Regions from separate parts of the Mus musculus genome. Here region 1 is linked to region 2. A link is a contact called in public HiCAR-type data. All regions are on one chromosome and are shown on one strand. The core of a region is the stretch at or near the end of the contact, and the rest is flanking DNA. Distances in the headings are between cores, read along the strand shown.

Evidence for each region. HiCAR-type assays count read pairs that join an accessible place to other places.
Region 1: a contact with region 2 is called in a HiCAR-type map of embryonic stem cells, with 4 times the contacts expected there. The contact joins two enhancer-like sites. A contact is called at or near these places in 3 of 39 promoter capture datasets (embryonic stem cells, maxillary cranial neural crest and stem cell-derived epiblast-like cells) and 3 of 115 datasets of contacts at active chromatin or transcription factors (all in embryonic stem cells).

The regions. Positions count from the first base shown.
Region 1 is chr10:31,455,786-31,459,917 of GRCm38.p6, forward strand. Gm51764 (a long non-coding RNA gene) reads left to right here. Exons shown (of 3, transcript XR_003948861.1): 2 at 3,184-3,491. Among named protein-coding and RNA genes, the nearest start is that of Gm51764, 9.0 kb to the left of the region's middle. Within about 2 kb of position 1,261, at least 12 of the 459 cell types and tissues checked have an H3K27ac peak or open chromatin away from gene starts, as enhancers often do. A contact at or near this core is called in embryonic stem cells and stem cell-derived epiblast-like cells, where this site is marked.
Region 2 is chr10:30,727,240-30,731,568 of GRCm38.p6, forward strand. The region is part of intron 2 of Ncoa7 (nuclear receptor coactivator 7); the gene reads right to left. Among named protein-coding and RNA genes, the nearest start is that of Ncoa7, 74 kb to the right of the region's middle. Within about 2 kb of position 2,087, at least 83 of the 459 cell types and tissues checked have an H3K27ac peak or open chromatin away from gene starts, as enhancers often do. A contact at or near this core is called in embryonic stem cells and stem cell-derived epiblast-like cells, where this site is marked.

The sequences.
Region 1 (4,132 bases), core at 11-2,510, 730 kb after region 2:
TTCTTAGAAGGGGGAATAAAATACCCATGAAAGGAGTTACAGAGACAGAGTGTGGAGCAGAGACTGAAGGAATCTAGAGACCAATCCATCTGGGGATCCATCCCATATACAACCACCAAACCCAGACACTATTGTGGATGCCTACAGGTGCTTGCTGATAGGAGCTTGATATAGCTGTCTCCTGAGAGGCTCTGCCAGTGCCTGACAAATACAGAAATGGATGCTCACAATCATCCATTTGATGGAGCACAGGGTCCCCAATGAAGGAGCTAGAGAAAGTTCCCAAGGAGTTGAAGGGGTTTATAACCCCATAGAAGGAACAACAATATAAACTAACCAGTATGTCCAGAGCTCCCTGGGATGCAAACACCAACCAAAGAAAACACATGGTGGGACTCAGGGTTCTAACTGCATATGTAGCAGAGGATGGCCTAGTAGGTCATCAATGGGAGGAGAGGCCCTTGGTCCAGTGAAGGTTCTGTGCCTCAGTATAGGGGAATGTCAGGGCCAGGAAGCGGGAATGGGTGGGTTGGTGAGCATGGGGAGTGAGGGGTGAGGGAATGGGAGGTTTTCAGAAGGGAAACCAGGAAAGGGGATAACATTTGAAGTGTAAATAAAGACAATATCTTAAAAAATAAAATAAACTATACTTTCTGCTTAGAATTCTGATGATATAAACAACGCATCTCAGAGAACTTATTAATGACATCAGTCACAAAAACTAAACAGGTGTAGGTTTTGAGCAAGAGATAATTCAATACCCTGGGGTTAGCATACCGGGGAGTAGTTTTCTCTTGATGTGAATTAAGCTATGTTACCCCAGAAAATCTGTAAAGTACAAATCCCAAATACTTCAGAATGTTCTCTTACTTGAAAGAAGGGTGGTTACACATGGAATTAGTTCAGATAAGGCCGAACAGCAGTATGATAGGATTTTAATCAAAATTGACTAGAGTCCTTATGAGGAGAGAAAAAGAAACACTGACAGACTGATGGCCATATGATGCCAGAGGCAGAGATGGGAATCAAAAATCAACTAGGTGTAGCAGTCCAGCGGTCATGGAGCACTGGGTATGCCTGGAAGGAGAGCTGGGCATGGAATAGAAAGGGCAGACCCAAGGAAACATTCTTTGTTTTAGGCTGGGTTCAGTTGCTTTTTTTCAGTTGTATTGAGTTGCAAAGTAAGCTCAGTAGGTGGTCAGCTCAAGGCTCAGGCAGGAAGATGCAATGCAGTGAGGCCAGGTACCTGGCTTCAGCCATCTGAGACTTGTTTAGCCATCTCAAGGCTGGGGGAAGGGCACAACACAGCAAGTGCTTAGTCAACATTCTATTGCTCTAAAGATACACCACAACCACAGCAACTCTTTTAAAGGAAAGCATTTAATTGGAGCTGGCTTACAATTTCAGAGGTTTAGTCCATTATCATCATGGTGGGAAGCATGGCAGCTTGCAGGCAGCCAAGGTGCTGGAGAACTAACTTGAGTACATTAGGATTTGCAGGCAGCAAGAAGAAGACCCTGGGCCTGCCAGGCTTTGGCTTTTGAATCTTTAAACCCCACCACCAGTGACACTCTTCTCCAAGAAGGCTACACTTAATCCAACAAGGGTACACATCTTAATCCCTCTCAAGTAGTGATATTCCCCATTACCAAGCATTCAAATATATGAGCCTGAAAAAATGGGATCTAGAACAGCCAATAGAACTATATTCCCTAAAGTCTCCAGATACCTCTGGGTCATCTATGTCCTGTACAAAATCAATCAGTACCTAGGGCTGCTGTGGTGTGAGAGAGTAAAGAAATGGCTGTTGTCGGTATCAGGTAATGAAAGGCAAGGCCTGCTGGGGTTTAAAGTATGCACAGAATCAACTACGAAGCATGATTGTGCAAGGAGGAGCTAACATCTTCCAAGGGTGTTGCATAATGTGGAAAAAGGGTGTGGTGGTTTGATGAGAATGGAAGCATAGGCTCCTATGTTTGAATGCTTGGTCCTTACTTGGCCTACACCAGATCCAGTCTCTCTCTCTTTCTCTCTCTCACTCTCTCTCTGTCTGTCTTTGTCTCTTCTGTCTCTCTCTGTGTCTTTCTCTCCCTGTGTGTCTATCTGTCTGTCTTTGTCTTTCTCTCTCTCTCTCTCTCTCTCTGTCTTTGTCTCTTCTGTCCCTCTGTCTCTGTCTCTCTCTGTCTGTCTTTGTCTCTTCTGTCTCTCTCTGTGTCTTTGTCTCTCTCTGTGTCTCTCTGTCTGTCTCTGTCTCTCTCTTTCTGCTGCTGCCTGTGCCATGATGGTAAAGAACTAACCCTCTGAAACTGTAAGCAAGGTCCCAATTAAACGTATTCTTCTATAAGAGTTGCCTTGGTCATGGTTTCTTGTCATAGCAATAGAAGAGTAACTAAGACAGAGGGAGAAAATTCACCATTTGATAATAGAAATTTTTTTTTTTTTTTAAAGATTTATTTATTTATATGTAAGTACACTGTAGCTGTCTTCAGACATTCCAGAAGAGGGTGTCAGATCTCGTTACGGATGGTTGTGAGCCACCATGTGGTTGCTGGGATTTGAACTCCGGACCTTCGGAAGAGCAGTCTGGAAGAGCAGTCGGGTGCTCTTACCCACTGAGCCATCTCACCAGCCCGATAATAGAAATTTTTAAGCCAATGTATAGGTTAATCACTTACACATTAAGCCACTTACTCATTAATCAATAGGGATTGGAATGAAAAAGTAGTGGATCATAAATGGCCCATGAGCTCCCAAACAAAACAAAACAATAAAACAGCAATAATAGAAACAACAACAACAAAAAAACCCCAAATAACTTGCCCAGAGTCACTAATAATCCAAGAACTATGAATCTATATCTTTTCAAGATAAGATTGCACATTTACATATCTAAAAATCAGGGACTAGCTGACCTCCTGAAACTCATGATATCACATAGGTGCTACCTGAACACCTGTTGCCAAGGAAACAGCCACCATATTCCCAGAATCCACCTGGCTCATCTCCCACCTTTACCTGTGACTATGTCAGCATCCATATATAAAGAAACTCTCTCTCTCTCTCTCTCTCTCTCTCTCTCTCTCTCTCTCTCTCTCTCTCTCTCTCTCCCCCTTCTCTTTCCACCACCACTTTGCCCCTCTCTCTCGCAATAAACCTCACGTGGAACTGTTTGGCCTGGTGTAGTCCTTCTGAACATGTGCAACGATTAAGATGATAACATTGGTGCCAAAGATTTCGGTAATCGCTATGCAGGGGAGCTGCGGGGCCCAGCAGCCGTCACTACCTGACATGAAGGTGAACCAGGTGAATCTGCCACTGCCGCAGGAGAACCAATGCCACGAGATGGCCGCCACCACCTGCAGTCACTGCTACACCATGTGGACTCCATCAGCTGGCACCTACCGTCATCCACCACGTGGATTTCCACTGCTACTGCAGACCATCGCCATTGACACTGTTGCCACCTTGTGAGACTCACAGACTTCTACCACGTGAGTTGTGCCACTGAGGCCTACCATGTGCTTCTGGGCACACCAACCAACCACACGGTTCCATGCTTCCTGCTACCTGACTGAAGAAGCCTGCAAACACACAGGCATATTAATTGGAAAGGAGTTTCTCCAGTTGGTGGAAGTGACCCTATATGTCCAGATAGAGCCTGGTCAGCCTCTTTTGGGTTAAGGTGTTGGCTTTCAATGCCCCAGTTCTTATGACTGGCCTCCTGGCTGACCTACAAGTTAGGACATAGGCCTTTGGGTGACTCCCTTCTTGAAAGCAGTTCATAAATCCCTTGAGCTCTTGCAGCCAGCCAAAAATTCCTCGTACCAGGTTGAATTGCTTTCTGGCAATTTCTGGGAAAATTGCAGCTGTAGCCTCTAGTTATTCATGTGACAACCTGAATTTCTAGTTTGGCCTTATGCTACTAACCCGCTGATGAGCTCTTCTTAGGATGCCGGCACTAAAAGTTCAGTGACAACTTCCCTGCCCTACCCCTGTCACCCAATTGTCTTCGAACGTACCTCTAGGCACCCCACTGGGATGTCTCCTGGAAAATCTCAAATCTCTGAAATTAATGCCCAATTTGAGGCCCTCAAAACTGATACACCTCTGTAATAAAGTCTGGATTCAATAC
Region 2 (4,329 bases), core at 837-3,336:
AAAAGAAGAAAACCTGTTAACAAGGGAGTCTCACATTTTGAGCAGAACTCAGAGGCAATCTGGTCATGGTGGACTTTGACCTTAATTAGCAGTTTTCCCACAGGGAGATGATAGTGATAGACCTTCCCCAAGAGCAAAGTGAGTCTGAACTTTCTATCTTCTTACTGCGGCATTCAGAAGACCTGTTTACAGTAGCTTTTTTTTTTCTTAACAGTAAAGCAAAAGGCACTCACATGATATAAGCATATTTCATTCTCTCCCCATCACAGTCTGTAGCCTCCCCCAGCCTGAAGCTGGCTGGTGCAGACCTTGTCACCACTGAGGTGGGGCCACCTGGGCTGTAGCCTTCCGACCTAGATGGCTCTATTGTTCTGTCACCTGCCACTGCTCTTCTCGGAGACCCTTCTCTTCTCTGCTACCTGCTGAGAGACCCTTGAGACATTCCAGAGACACATCCTATCCTGCACATCGCCTACAGGCTGACTCCGGACACCAAGACTGGATTGTCTGAGGATGGGCCTTCCCCCTTTATAAGCACAGTCTCGCAGTAAACTCGCAGGCTTTAATCAGAGCAATTTGTCTTGGCCTCATTCTTCTCTCGAAGTCTAAGTCTTTTTCAGCCCCAGCCTGCCTTTCAGGAGTACCCTGTTCTTGTAGGCCATGAGCGGCTTACAACTATAACTGTTCTTGCCAAAGCTAGCAGAACAAACTTGGTGATACTTTTAAATAATTTGTATAGCTGAATGAAACCAGCTTCCTAAAGTATAGAAAACGAGTTTTCGACACTGGCATTTATCAGAAATGGCTTTGAAAAACTTCCTCTCTGACTCTACAGTCCCTTCCCTGGTGGGGGCAATGTAGAGAGCAACACAGTGGTGTGAAACTAAAGCACACACTGGCCCCTGCAGTTAGCATCCTGAGCAAGGACTTCTACTGTTAATGGATGTTTGAGGATGAGGGAAGGCTTAACAAGGTTACTACTTCATTACTGTTTTGTGAACAGAGTCACTCCCTCGCTGGGCTTCAGATCACTCCCCTGCAGATACGCCTGCATCTAATCCCTACTGTGTTTGCAAGAATGGATGCTCACCTCTTGTGGCAGATTTGAACAGAAACATGCAATGTTATAATTCAAAATATATTAAATAGATGGGTTAGGGATACAGTTCTTTGGTATGTTGCTTCTTTAGCATCCATGAAGCTTTGAATTCAGTTCTCTGCAGTGCAAAAATAACCAGCCTAGATAGATAGATAGATAGATAGATAGATAGATAGATAGATAGATAGATAGATAGATAGATATGTATGCTGTGGCTAGTATGGAAATCAGAATCAATTCTGTGGAACAAGGGCTCTCTTCTCTTCTTCTACCCTTCATGTGGGGTCTGGGGACCAAACTCAGGTATCAGGTTTTTGAAGCTAGCACTTCTATCAAAAAGCTACCTCACTTGCCCTGATTACTAAATCTTTCAAAATTATTTAACTATTAAAAATTCAGTTGTAAAATAATACATTTTGACCCAGAGGCCAGCCAGCCAGGAGGCCCTTTCATAGCAGGAGCCACTGCAATATACAAGTATGTGGTGGAGAGACCAGAGAGAAACGAGAAGCCAAATGGTTTGGCCATTATAAAGAGAATTGGAGATAGGAGGGTGGAGGGTGCAGAGGAATAGCCTGATGTGAGCAGTTTGAGGTCATGAAGTCCCAGCCTGTGCTGCCAGTGAGGGCCATGTCTGGGTTGGTGGCCATGCAGCAGCAGGGATCTGTGTTGATGTCCATGTCTCCTATTAACAATAAAGATCACGTGGATATCCCTGGTCTGGACTACCTCCTGGGACCATATTGATATCCAGGGGCTGTGCAGAGCTGGCCTCACTCTTTGCTGGCTTCAACACTTAAGAAAGTGGGCCCTGTACTTCAACTTGGAAGCACAGTAGAGCTGGCTCTGATGGTGTGGGTGAGGGGAATCCAGCCCCATGGGCATGAGAGCAGGAGAGCTGGTCTTGCCCCTTTCCAGATATGGCATTAGGTGAGCCTGGGCAGTGCTGGAGAGTTTACCCTGGTGGTGTGGGTATGGGAGAGCTGATGTAAGACTCTGGTGAGCCTTAGCTCACCGGAGAACCCCCACCCCCACCCCCAGTGAACAACTCCTGGGGAATCTATGCAAAACCAAGAGGAATTTTTGTTGTTCCAGCATGGTGGGGTCGCCCTACAAAGGAAGGAGAGAGAGAACGACCCTCACAAAGGTGAGTTTTTAATACAGTTTTCAGAGCAGCAGCCATTAGGCACAATGTGGTTGGCAGAGAAGTGTGACTTTTAAATTGATTGGTCTTTAGGGAATGAGGTGGCATGGACTTCCCTTGTCTGTAGGTGGCCAAAGGTTGAGGAATGTGTCTATGTGCTCTGGGCCTCCCCCACCAGCAGGTGGCAGATGGTTGGTCCACTCCCTGTGGTCTGAGGAATGTAATTAGCCTTTCCCTTCTGGAGGGGAAGGGTCTGGTGGAATTTTCCAAAGTTCCTGAGCTGACCTCTTCACTGATAGGCTGACCAACAAAGCTACTACCCAGGCCCAGATTAGGGGCTTTGGGCTGGCCTGCCCTAACATCTACCTCATCTATGAACTGAGTGTGTGAAAGGGTCGGTCTTACAGATCCAAAGCTGCAGGATTTCCATGGCACAGGACAACAACAAGATCTCTAAGATGAGTCACAGTGAGGATCCAGTATTGATAGTGTAGCAGAAGCCAGGTCCTCTAACCACACCAATGACTCATGGCAATGAGCATTTGCAAGGAAAGCTGAGTGGACACACAGTGACACACTACAGCTACCATAACCGGATGTTTTCTTATGTTTTAAATTTTATTCTTTTTGCTTTTTACTTTCTTGTGGGAGAAGGAAAGGAGGTGGCAAGGGCAGATACAAAGGGATGGGGAGATGAGTGGGACTGGGGTGCATGATGTGAAGCTCAGAAATTTTCAATAAAAAGTTAGTATAAAAATAATACATTTCAAGTGCTTAATGGACTTACGCTAGTAGTAATATGGGACAAAACATAGAACAATCCTCCCATTGCTGGCAGCTCTGATCATAGCTACTGCAGCCCTACTGGCAGAGGTTAGCCAAGAAGGGAAGATGAGAATTGTATTCAAAGCCCAATGAGTACATGCCTGGGCTATGTCTACAGGCTACATGAACACATACATACTCATGGGAGTGAGTTTACAAAATAAATAAATAAATAAATAAATAAGTAAATAAAGTTAATAAGGACAGAGAGAAGAGAGCGAGAATTTTTTCATTGTATTTTCTTTTTCTGGTTTTAAATTTTTATACCGTGCATAAGAGGTATCTAAATTTTTAAATATTTATAGAAGTCTTGAAGAGTTTTTCCTTCTAGAAGAACTTAGCATATACATTTTGCCCAAAAATTGAGTTTTACGTTTTCATAAAGATTATCAGTAAAACCTTTAATGCCTTTAATCCTAGTACTCAGGAGGTAGAGACAGTTGGATCTCTGTGAGTTTGAGGTCAGCCTAGTCTACATGGAGAATTCCAGGATAGCCAGGGTTTCATACAGGGACCCCATCTCTAAAATAGAAAAGAAAACCTTGGAAGGCAGAAAGATAGCTCAGTGGTTAAGAGTGCTGGTTGCTCTTTTAGAGGACCTGGGTTTTATTTTATTCCCAGAAGCACATGGCAGATCAGAATATTCTTTAACTCTAGTTCCAAGGAATACAACCCCCCACCCGGCCTCTTGAGGTACTGCAGGTGTGTATGGTATGGAGACATACATGTAGGCAGAATACTCATACACATAAATAAAAAGAATAAATCTTCAAGAAGAGAGAGAGGAAGGAAGGAAGGAAGGAAGGAAGGAAGGAAGGGAGGGAGGGAGGGAGGGAGGGAGGGAGGAAGGAAGGAAGGAAGGAAGGAAGGAAGGAAGGGAAGAAGGAAGAGAAAGAAAGGAAGAAGTTAAGAAAGAAGAAAAGAAAACTGTTGGCATCAGGACCTCCTAAACCTATGACATCACATAGGCAACAGTGTGACCTACAGACCGATTACCAAGACAACAGAATTCCCAGAATCCACTTGCCTCACCTCCCACCTTTACCTGCATTATGTCATTTTCCATATAAATAAGGGGAACACCCCTCCCTCTCTCTCTTTCCCAATAAACTACCTCCCCCCCCTCTCCCAATAAACCTCTCACAGGTGGAACTCCTTGGGCCCAGTGTGCTGTGTTCAGACGCAAGCCATAATTTTAACACATCAAAAACCTTGGGCGATCTTTCTTTAAACAAAAGGCTAAGTTACAAATGCAAAAGGC